Regions from separate parts of the Rattus norvegicus genome. Here all the other regions are linked to region 2. The links are chromatin contacts, called in public Hi-C maps. All regions are on one chromosome and are shown on one strand. The core of a region is the stretch at or near the end of the contact, and the rest is flanking DNA. Distances in the headings are between cores, read along the strand shown. Region 1 holds the start of Manbal (mannosidase beta like). Region 2 holds the start of Blcap (BLCAP, apoptosis inducing factor). Region 3 holds the start of Ghrh (growth hormone releasing hormone).

What was found. A called contact is a pair of places that touch in the nucleus more often than the background predicts.
Region 1: a contact with region 2 is called in a Hi-C map of mammary epithelial cells, with 2.2 times the contacts expected there. The contact joins the promoter of Manbal here to the promoter of Blcap in region 2. A contact is called at or near these places in 1 of 12 Hi-C or Micro-C datasets (mammary epithelial cells) and 1 of 1 datasets of contacts at active chromatin or transcription factors (oligodendrocytes).
Region 3: a contact with region 2 is called in a Hi-C map of liver, with 11 times the contacts expected there. The contact joins the promoter of Ghrh here to the promoter of Blcap in region 2. A contact is called at or near these places in 12 of 12 Hi-C or Micro-C datasets (the A7r5 cell line, the Rat2 cell line, Schwann cells and 7 more) and 1 of 1 datasets of contacts at active chromatin or transcription factors (oligodendrocytes).

The regions. Positions count from the first base shown.
Region 1 is chr3:166,453,398-166,456,366 of GRCr8, reverse strand. Manbal (mannosidase beta like) reads right to left here and starts at 1,300. Exons shown (of 3, transcript NM_001173380.1): 1 at 1,270-1,300.
Region 2 is chr3:166,651,187-166,654,472 of GRCr8, reverse strand. Blcap (BLCAP, apoptosis inducing factor) reads left to right here and starts at 1,644. Exons shown (of 2, transcript NM_133582.3): 1 at 1,644-1,723.
Region 3 is chr3:166,430,573-166,433,932 of GRCr8, reverse strand. It overlaps Ghrh (growth hormone releasing hormone), which reads left to right and starts at 2,053. Exons shown (of 5, transcript NM_031577.1): 1 at 2,053-2,227.

The sequences.
Region 1 (2,969 bases), core at 51-2,550, 200 kb after region 2:
AGAGCAGCAAGTACCCTAACTACTGAGCCATTGCTCCAACCCTAATTTGCTTTTACACAAGGTCTGACAATTGGGCCCAGGCTGGCTTCAAATTCACTATTCTTCTGCCTCAAGTCGCAAATGCTAAAATTACAGAGGTGCAATACCATAGTCAACACAAGTGTTTCTTCTTCATAATTTCACAGATATAAGATTTGTTTTGCCTGACAGTGGTAGCTGATGCCTTTAATCCCAGCACTGAGGAGACACAGGCAGGTGGATCTCAGACGTGAATCCAGCCTGGTCTACAGAGTGAGTTCCAGGAAGGCCAGGACTACACAGAGAAACCCTATCTTGGAAAAACAAACAAACAACAAACAAACATTTTGTTCTCACCAAAGATTTTTTAGCAATTTTAACTTAAGGATCTTTGGATCTTTAAATTAAAAGCAAAAACAAAAACTGTTTCTTTTAGTAAAAAAGCACCTTTTTACTTAACAGTAGCAGTGTTTGGGTTTGCTTTGGCAAACCCCAAAGACTATCATTACTACTCTTGTGCTGATATAAGGGTTACCTGAACTCAGGCGGCTGTTCTAAGTGACTAATGAGTAGGGAGCATATATAGAAGGCTACTCCAAGCAAGATGATGTATGTGCAAGGACGGAAGAGGTAAAACGTCATCACGCTAACTTTCCTAGGGCTGGGAAGAACAGTAGCGGGGCTTGAATGTGGGACTCAAGCACACTAAGGCTCTACTACTGAGCTCTCAACACGCTATTCAAAACACACCAAGTAAAAGCCAGCCTTGTGCTGTTTGTTTCTGGAGTCTTCCACTTTCTGTATTCAGGTGACAGGTAACTGAAACCGCAGATAAGTTAGAGGCTATTGCATTCACCGTCCCTCTCTTTGACAAGAGTTTTCTCTCAAGCACACACTGCACCTACGAACTTATACATTCATAGCCTCCTTATCCTTATCCTATGTGCGCTCTTTGCGGAGGAGGAGACCGACCGGGAGAGGAAACGCGAGATGCCCTAGGTTACATAGCAACACAGGGCACACCCGACAGACCAAGTCCGGGCTCCACCTGGCGGAGGGTAGGCTGGGCCTTGGCCCTGAAGAACTCTAGCGAGGGCCCGGGCAAAGGTCCCAGTCTCCTCGGAACGCAGACTGCCATCGCAAGTAACTTTCGTCCACAGCCCCAGGAAGCCGCTGTAACCCGTAGCGCCGTCCCGATCCCGCCCTCCAGGAAGCTCCGGCCCCGTAACCCGCACCTGAATACTTACTTACCTCCGGTAACACCGTGCCGCCGCAACGGAAGTGATCCCTTGTGACCCGGAAGCGATGTGCCCCGGACAGCCGCAGATTCCGTTCAGCGGGCTTTATCGGAGCCACGGTTTCCTCGCGGTCCTCCTCCTGCTGTTTCCTAAATACACACTGAAGGTTGAAGCTTTAATGGATTTTTGTTTGATTTGAGGCAAGGTCTCACAGTGTAGTCCCTACTGGCCTTGAACTTGGAGCAATTTTCCTTTCTGATTACAGACGGTCTCCACACTGTTTAGAACTCAGTTCTAAATCTGAGCCAGAGACCTACAATATAAGGGGGTAGGACACATTCACATGCTATAATTCAGACAAAACCAAATCACCGTAATAAATTAAAAAGAGACCCGTGAACATCTCTGATTTCCGTGGAGTTTATAGTCAGAGTAAGTTACATAGTAGATATAGAATCTATAATGTGATAAATGTTTGGAAGGCAAATAACAGGTATTTGATTAAGTGAGATGAATGAGTTAAGAATGGAGGCCGAGTTTAGGCAGTGAGTGGTAACCAGCCTCTATAATGGACAGTGATGTTATTGGTGCCTGATAGTCTAGCCTTTTACAGTCTCCTCCCATGCCGACCAATGTGACCCATAGGATATTGGGGAAATACAGAGCTTGAGTTCCGAGATGAAGACAGAAAAACATTGTGACTTCCTCTTTGCTTGCTCTTGGACCATTCCTGGGAAGTCCCACATAGGTTCACATGGGCAGTTGCCAAGCTTCCAGTCAACAACTCAGCTTGGCAGATAAAATGATCTCTAGGATTCATCCTTCAGTCCCATGTCAGCTGATGTGGCTCTGACCCCTAAATCCTTTAATTATGTGTATGGTGAGTGGGTGTTGGTGGGTATGGCATATGCACACATGTGCACGTGCCTATGCATGCTGAGGCCAGAGGAGTCAATCAGGTGTCCTATTATATTCCACCTTATTCCCTTGAGATTGGGAAAGCCCCAGGGATCCTGTAGACACCCTGCTTTGGCACTGGCGTTCGAGATGTATGTGAAGCCATGCCTGGCTTTTTATTTTGGGTATTTGAGACCTTCAGGCCTGGTCAACAAGCACTCTTACCTACTAAGCCATGCCCAACCCCTAAATCAATTGAGTAGATGGATTTCTGGGTTTTCTTTTTTTTTCTTTTCTAATGCTGAGGATGAATCCTCAAGTACGCTGTCCCAAACTCCTGCTGCTGTGACTTCCTCCCAACAGCAGACTGTAATTGTCAACCATGAGCCAAAACTTCCTAAGTTTCTTTTGTCAGAGCATAACAGCAATAAGCAAGTAACTAGGGTCTCAAGAGAGGGCTCAGTGGTTAAGAGTGCTTGCTGCTCTTACAAAAGGACCTCAGTTTGGTTCCCAGCACCCATATATTGGCACAAAATCTATTATAACTCCAATTTCAGGAAATCAGAAGCTTTCTTCTGGTCTCTGTGTGTACCAAGTACACACATGGTACACATACATACATGGAGGCAAAACATTTTTTTTTCAGAGCTAAGGATTGAACCCAGAGCCTTGGTCTTGCTAGGCAAGCGCTCTACCACTGAGCTAAATCCCCAACCCCAAAACATTCTTATATATGAGCGTGTGTTTGTGTGTATGTGTACATGTGTGTACATGTGTGTATGTGTGTACATGTGTGTGCATGTGTTATATGTGTGT
Region 2 (3,286 bases), core at 395-2,894:
GCCTTTCAAAGCATTCTAGTCTGGCTTGAATTGGCTCATTTCACCATCAGCAGAGAAATAACCTATCAAAAACCTGTAAGAGCTATAAAAAAAAAGCACTTATGGTTTTTAGGCAATGACAACAAAAGTACATATTCAGTATAGGTGCAAGTTCTTCCAAATGTTTTAGAGACATTTTTGAACGTCCCATGCAGAAGTTATGGCTACCAAGTGTCAAATGTATCCCAGTTGTTTCCGGGACAACTGAACTAGGGATTCACTCTTACATAGGACTCCAGACAGTCCATAAGACTGGAGGATCCAGGCACAGCACAGGGGTGTGTTGAGAACAAGGAGACGCTGAGAGTTTTTCTGGAATGCCAATCAGCACTGCCCAAGAACACTATTTGCCTCTGAATCCGTGCTCAACCCACTATTCATTTAACCAGAGCTCCCCGGCCCTCTGTTTTCTCCTGTTGTTAAGTGACAGAAGACCAGGTACAGGTACACTGATCCTTAAGGACTCATAAGCAATTAAACAAGAGTCACACAGTCAAATCTGTTTTCCACCCTGGCCAAGGGCTCACCACCTCTTCTTCATACCTATGACCTCAGCTTAGGTGTCAATGCCTGTGCCTCAATGTATGCTTCCCGCATCCAGTTTGATATGATCTCTTTTAGCTCCCTTAGTCACTACCTGTCCGAGTCACCGTGACTTTAGTGCCTGGAAGGACGTTCAGGTTGCTTAGCTGGTCTCCCATCCCGAACCTCACCTCCATGTCTTCTAACCCTGAAAGTTAATGGCCTTGGAACAAGATCCCTTCACTCACACAACACACAAACTCAATCTGCCCAAGAAGGCCCCAACCCTCACCCACTCCAAACACTAGGATTCCATTCCTTTAATTTGCCTCTTAGTGCCTTCCACGATGCCTAATTACGAATCACGATGCCTAGTTACGAATCACGTACTGGTACAAATAAAAGTGATTACCCAGCGGTAATGTCTCCTCTGTCCCCCAACACTCACTCGCACCTCTTGACTGAGAAAATTGGGGTCAGGAGTAGAAGTCTACCTCCTTAACCTCTAGCACTGCGCTTGCGCACAGTATGAGCTCAGGAACTTGGCTAAGAAACTAGTAAGTGACCACACTGACTCATCTAGACTTTTTAACAAGCCTGGGGCAAGCCATTTCATCACCCAGAAGGAACCACGTGCTTAGACCATGGTTGAAAGGGCCAGATCTGAGCCACGAGAAGTTTTCCCAGAGTGCACAAACCACTAGGTCTTAGAGATTCTGGGGAATCAGGTTCATCAGCGTAACTAAACCACGCTCGCCCGCTGAGCTCTTAAAGAGTAAGGATCACAATCTGCTGCATATGCATGAAGGAGACCATGGGCCAGAGGTTCGGGGCTGCCCAAACTGCGCCTGATCAAATATTCCACGGGCTTGAGGACCTCAGTGCCCTATAATTTTATTCAAGTCCATAAAAAGTTCCGAAAGGACATTTTGTGGCCGATATTGAGGCAAAAGTGCCTGAGAGTAGCCTCGCTTTGAGTCAGTTTGTCAGGCGTCCGCGGCGGACAGCCCAATTTTGGACGGGGTCCTTGGACCGCTTCACTAGAAGACGAAGGGGGCGTCTCCCCAGCTCCTGCGGCGTCGGTGGCGAGCTAAGGTGGAGGCCGGCAGCGGCAGCGACAGCGACGGCGACAGTGGCGGCGGTGCCATGGCGGGGCTCGCAGGTATCGTAGCGTCGCCCGCCTGGGCAGGGTGAGAGGCACTCGGCGCGGTTGCGCCGCCATGTTAGCCCTCCGGGGTCACCTTAGGCGCTGCTTGGCCTCTCGCCCGGGCTTTCCGCGCGGCCGGGTACGGACTCACCCTTGTCTGGCGTCAGGTGACCTCCCCTTTTCGCCCCAACCTGGGCCTTGGCGGGGAGGGGGAGTCCTTTCCCGTCCCTTGGGTGGGTTCCGGGGTTCCTAGCTGTCACTCTGGCCTCCAAGGTCAGCGCGCTCCCGGGACGGGGCTGGGAGGGGCGGGCGCGACCACCACCTCCTCTGTTCCGGACCTTGGCAAGAGGCTCAGCTTCTGGGAGGCCGGACACTCTTCCTCGCCTCTTCAGTTTCTCTCTCTCTCTCTCTCTCTCTCTCTCTCTCTCTCTCTCTCTCCCTCTCCCTCTCCCTCTCCCTCTCCCTCTCCCTCTCCCTCTCCCTCTCCCCCTCCCCCTCCCCCTCTCCCTCTCCCTCTCCCTCTCCCTCTCCCTCTCCCTCTCCCCCCCCCCCCAACCAAAGGAGTGTGGGGAGAAGGTAGAAGTGGGCCCCGAACGCTCTCTTTTGTGTCTGGAGTATTAGGGTGACCATCTGCTTCGGGTCCGGTGTGCTTCTCACTCTCAGCAACTTTTCGTCGAGTCTGGACACCGGTTCCCCCTCCAGTGTGTGGGGAGTGGCCCTCAAGGGCAGCAGAAGGAATGGAGTGCCTGTCACACTTGCCTTGGCCTGGAAAGGAAGAATGGGGGATGGGGACAGCTGATTTTTCCTCCCTCCTGCCAAACCACCTTTAATTCCTTCTAGGTCTCATGTCTCTTTTCACTTGGGAAACTGGGGCCTGTTCTAGTTTATAGGTTATTTCTGTTTATAGGTTCGGATCCTCTTTTGTCCCTTTCAGGGTACTGATGTATTGGGGACAGCTTCTCTGCCCTGCCTGACATGGTCCAATCATCCTGTCAGCCATCTGAACTGCACCACCGAAGCCAGGACCCAAAAAAAGTTCCATTTTATGCGCCCATGACGAGTGTTAGATCGAGCTTGCTTGTTTAACTCAAGATTCATTAATGGCATGAGTTCCTGTTTAAAGATGGGGTTTCTGGAACCTTGGTCAGTTTCCAGGAACCAGATCAATTCTCAATCTGAAAATGGTCATCTTAAAGTTGTGGCCAAAACAGTTTAACTTCTTACCTGTTATTTCCAAGGGGGAATGAGAGTTAGGCCGCCCTCTTTTCTTGTTCCCTTGGAAACACACGCATTCTGTTCAAGCTTGTCACTGTGTGATCTACCAAGAGCCCTGTATTGCCTTCCTCTCTGTCTTCTGGCTCTGGCTCTGCCTGGGAATGTTCAGGAATCTGTGTCCTGCTGTGCTATGAGCCCTGTGGAGGGAAGGGGACAGGATCATTTCCAGAGAAGATTGTGGTAACAATGTTTCTCTGGCATATGGAAGAAGTCAGTGGTCACCTGAAAAAAGAGACTTTGGTAAACTAGTATTGTGTGTGTGTGTGTGTGTGTGTGTGTACATTTAAATCTCCAGGGGAAGAT
Region 3 (3,360 bases), core at 804-3,303, 220 kb after region 2:
GCTAGAGCTCTTTCACTCAGCTGCCTCACCGTAGGGCTGACCAACACTGACTGCTGGACCCGAGAGAATGTTCATTAGGAGTGTGTAGCTAAGGAAGGGCTAGAGCTGGCTGGAGAGAACTGGAAGTGTTTTCTTCAGGAACCATAATTGATTTCAATGGGATTCTGATCTCCTGCAGAAATGGATGTGAGGGCCAACGAGTTCAAAAATCAGCCCCGTCGAAACACACACACACACACACACACACACACACACACACACACACATACACACACACACACACACAGCTTATTGAGTAGAAACACAGTCAAACTAGCACTAGCAACTGAGGCAGGAGGATCACCAGGTCAGTGATATCTGAACCTAAAACAAAACAAAACAACGAAAACCGGGGTGAGGATGTGATTCCCCTAGAGAGCATGAAGCCCTGAATTCCATGCCCAGCCCCCTGACGTGGTGGAGCACACCTGTGAGTCCAGTGTTGCTGTGGGATATGGGGGAGGGTCATAAAAATCATAACTTAAAGGTCATCTTTGGTTGCAAAGCAAGTTTGAGGCCAGCTTGGGCTACATGAGACTCTGTCTTGGGGGGTGGGGGGGACGGAGATAAAGGAAGGAAGAAAGGGTTCAGAAATTAAAAAATAAAAGTAAATAAAATTTTAATTTTTAAACTAAAAGAAGAGACGAATATAAAGAGTTGTGGCGAGCACAGCTTTGTTTTGGTTTAAAGGGTCTGAAATCCAGTGTTTTGTTGGAAACAGGCAGGCAGGGGAGGGCAGCAGTCTGCGCGGAGCTCTGAGCCGAGGCTGGCAGGGACAAAGAACTGCCTTCCTGGATGAGGACTGCATGAGCAGAGACCTGGTGATGGGAGCCCACTAAGGCCTGCCGGAGGAGCTAGAAGTAGAAGCAGGAACCACTGGAGCTGAGTCTCCTCTCTCCAGATGCCACAGCCTGTCAGAAGCGGGACTCGGGAAAAGGGCTTCTCTTCCGCCCCAGGACAGAGTCTGTTTTGTTTCTCGCCTACTCTGTCTGGCTCCTCTCCAACACCAGTTCTTAAGGCTCTGGACATACACAATTCCACAGGCCCCTCTCCCAGGATCCAGAAACAGGACAGTCACATCCGGCATCCTCTGCCAACCCCGGCTCCTCCAGCTTCATCGCAGTCCTCAGTCCCTGGCAACCACCCACCGAATCCCCTTCCCTGCCACCGTGTGTGGAAGCGGGATACTGGACAGTCATTTTAGCTGATTTGTTCAATTTGTTTCCTGAGCTTTGGGCAACCCACTCCATCTGTAGATGGCTGTAAGCAACTTCCAAGCAGCATGCCTTCCTAGCCACCTCCCAGGAGCTCCCCAAGGGCTGCCTTTCATTCTCCTTCCAGGGGTCTGTAGAATACAGCCCTGGATGTTTCCAAGGCACGGACTGGCATAATAAGCGCAGGCGTCTCCATGACACCGTTCATTGAGCTTATTGGAGCGTTCTGCGGATGCCACGGAACATCGAGCCAAATCCCAGGAACACGCTCTGAACCCCAGGAGCTGCACACCACTCTATTAGGTAGTTTATTGGCGCATCAAATCTGGAGTCTACCTCCCTCGGTTCACAAATCAGTTCAGAGAGAGGATCAAACTTGCCCAAGATTAAAGAGTAATGGTGTCACCTGCTCCTCTTCCCTGAATGGCATGATGCCAGGGATGTGACTGGTGACCTGAAAGGGAGGGAAATCAAGGCAGGAACGGCTGGGTGTGATGGAGACCTCAAGGCTGTTGTGAGCCCCCCAAGAACAGACTCTCTGGAGGCAGGCTTTATCGAGCAGGTCGTTCAACTGGGGAGCACAAAGGCTACTTAAATTTTTGGGGAGTGAGTAGGGGCACTCAGGGCAAACGGATGTCATTGTCCAAGACCAAGGTGTAGGGAATGCTTTACTGCATGAAAAGGAATTTGAGGTGCTTGCTGTCTGGACGTGACTTTGTCCAGAGAGGAAATTTAACCTATAACCTGGCCACCGGTTATGACTACCTCAAGGATTGCAGAGGTGGGGCCAAAAGGCTATGTACGTGCTCTGGAACATGCAGGCCCAGGACGGAGAAGGAGGCGTCCTGCTCCTGCCAGCCTTAAGATGGGAATTTTAGGGTCTGGACATCACTGGTGCTCCAGGTCAGCTTTCCTGGTTGCAGATCTCTCCTGGTCAAGGCTCCCAGCTCGCCTGGATCCCACAACTGCACAGTGTAAGTTCGTAGACATCTAAATTTTTTTAAAGATTTATTTATTTTATGTATATGAATACTCTGAGCTGTCTTGAGACACACCAGAAGAGGGCATCGGATCCCATTACAGTTGATTGTGAGCCACCATGTGGTGGTTGGGAATTGAACTCAGGACCTCTTAACTACTGAGCCATCTCTCCAGCCCGACATCTAAATTTTGAACCTAGCTCTCCTGATGCCCCTATTGAGGGACAATGTCCTCACTGAGCGGTTAATAGGGATCTGCAGACCTCTGATGAACAGCAATGTGGCTAACCGCCCTTTCCAGTGAAACGCACGGAAACTGCAGTGCCTGGGAGGGAAATGAACCCAGTCAATCTCTTTTGTTATTTTTATCTGATTGGGTTCACTTCAGACCGGTTCCCATTTCTTATTTATGACCAAAGGCCCTTGAGTGAGAAAAATGAACTCAAGGACACCATTTTCTTTTATGCACTGCAAATGTTTCTATACCTCCCCTCCCCTCCTCCTCCTTTAAAATAACATTTCCTTCCCAGGGGCACCCCCCCCCGCCCCCAAGCTTCTAAAATCCCTGGCCTTTCCAATCTCCTCTTTGCCTTGGCTATAATTATCTTGGGAGAATTTAAATTCCTTATCATGGGTTTGTGACAGCCCCAGCTTAAGGCCTAGCTTCCATTCTGAGGTCTTGTCAAATTGCCCTCCATAGGAATTATTGTTAGGGCTTTTTTTTTTTTTTTTTTCTTAAAGGGTGATAATAGGATTTTGACTATGTTGAAGAAAGAACCCTTATCTTTTTTGAGATACGTGCTGAAATATTTACCAGTCCGGGATTTGCTTCAGAACAGTCCGGTGAGGGAGATGGCAAGCACCACAATATCTTACTGAAATTGTCTTTGCTGGCTTCCTCTCACAATCCTTCATTCATTTCCCAGTGCTGAGGGGAGAACTGGGGACCTCGTGGATGCTTGGTAGGGATTCTTCCACTAAGCAGTTGCCCACCTCTCTTGCAGGGACCCTTTGGCTTCCTCTCTTTTACCTCTCGCCCCCAGTCTTTGGATCTGTATGTTTTGAGCCTGGAGATGGGATTTGCCTCTGGGAGACTCAGCAAAGGAGAGAGAGAATCTTAGTTTCGA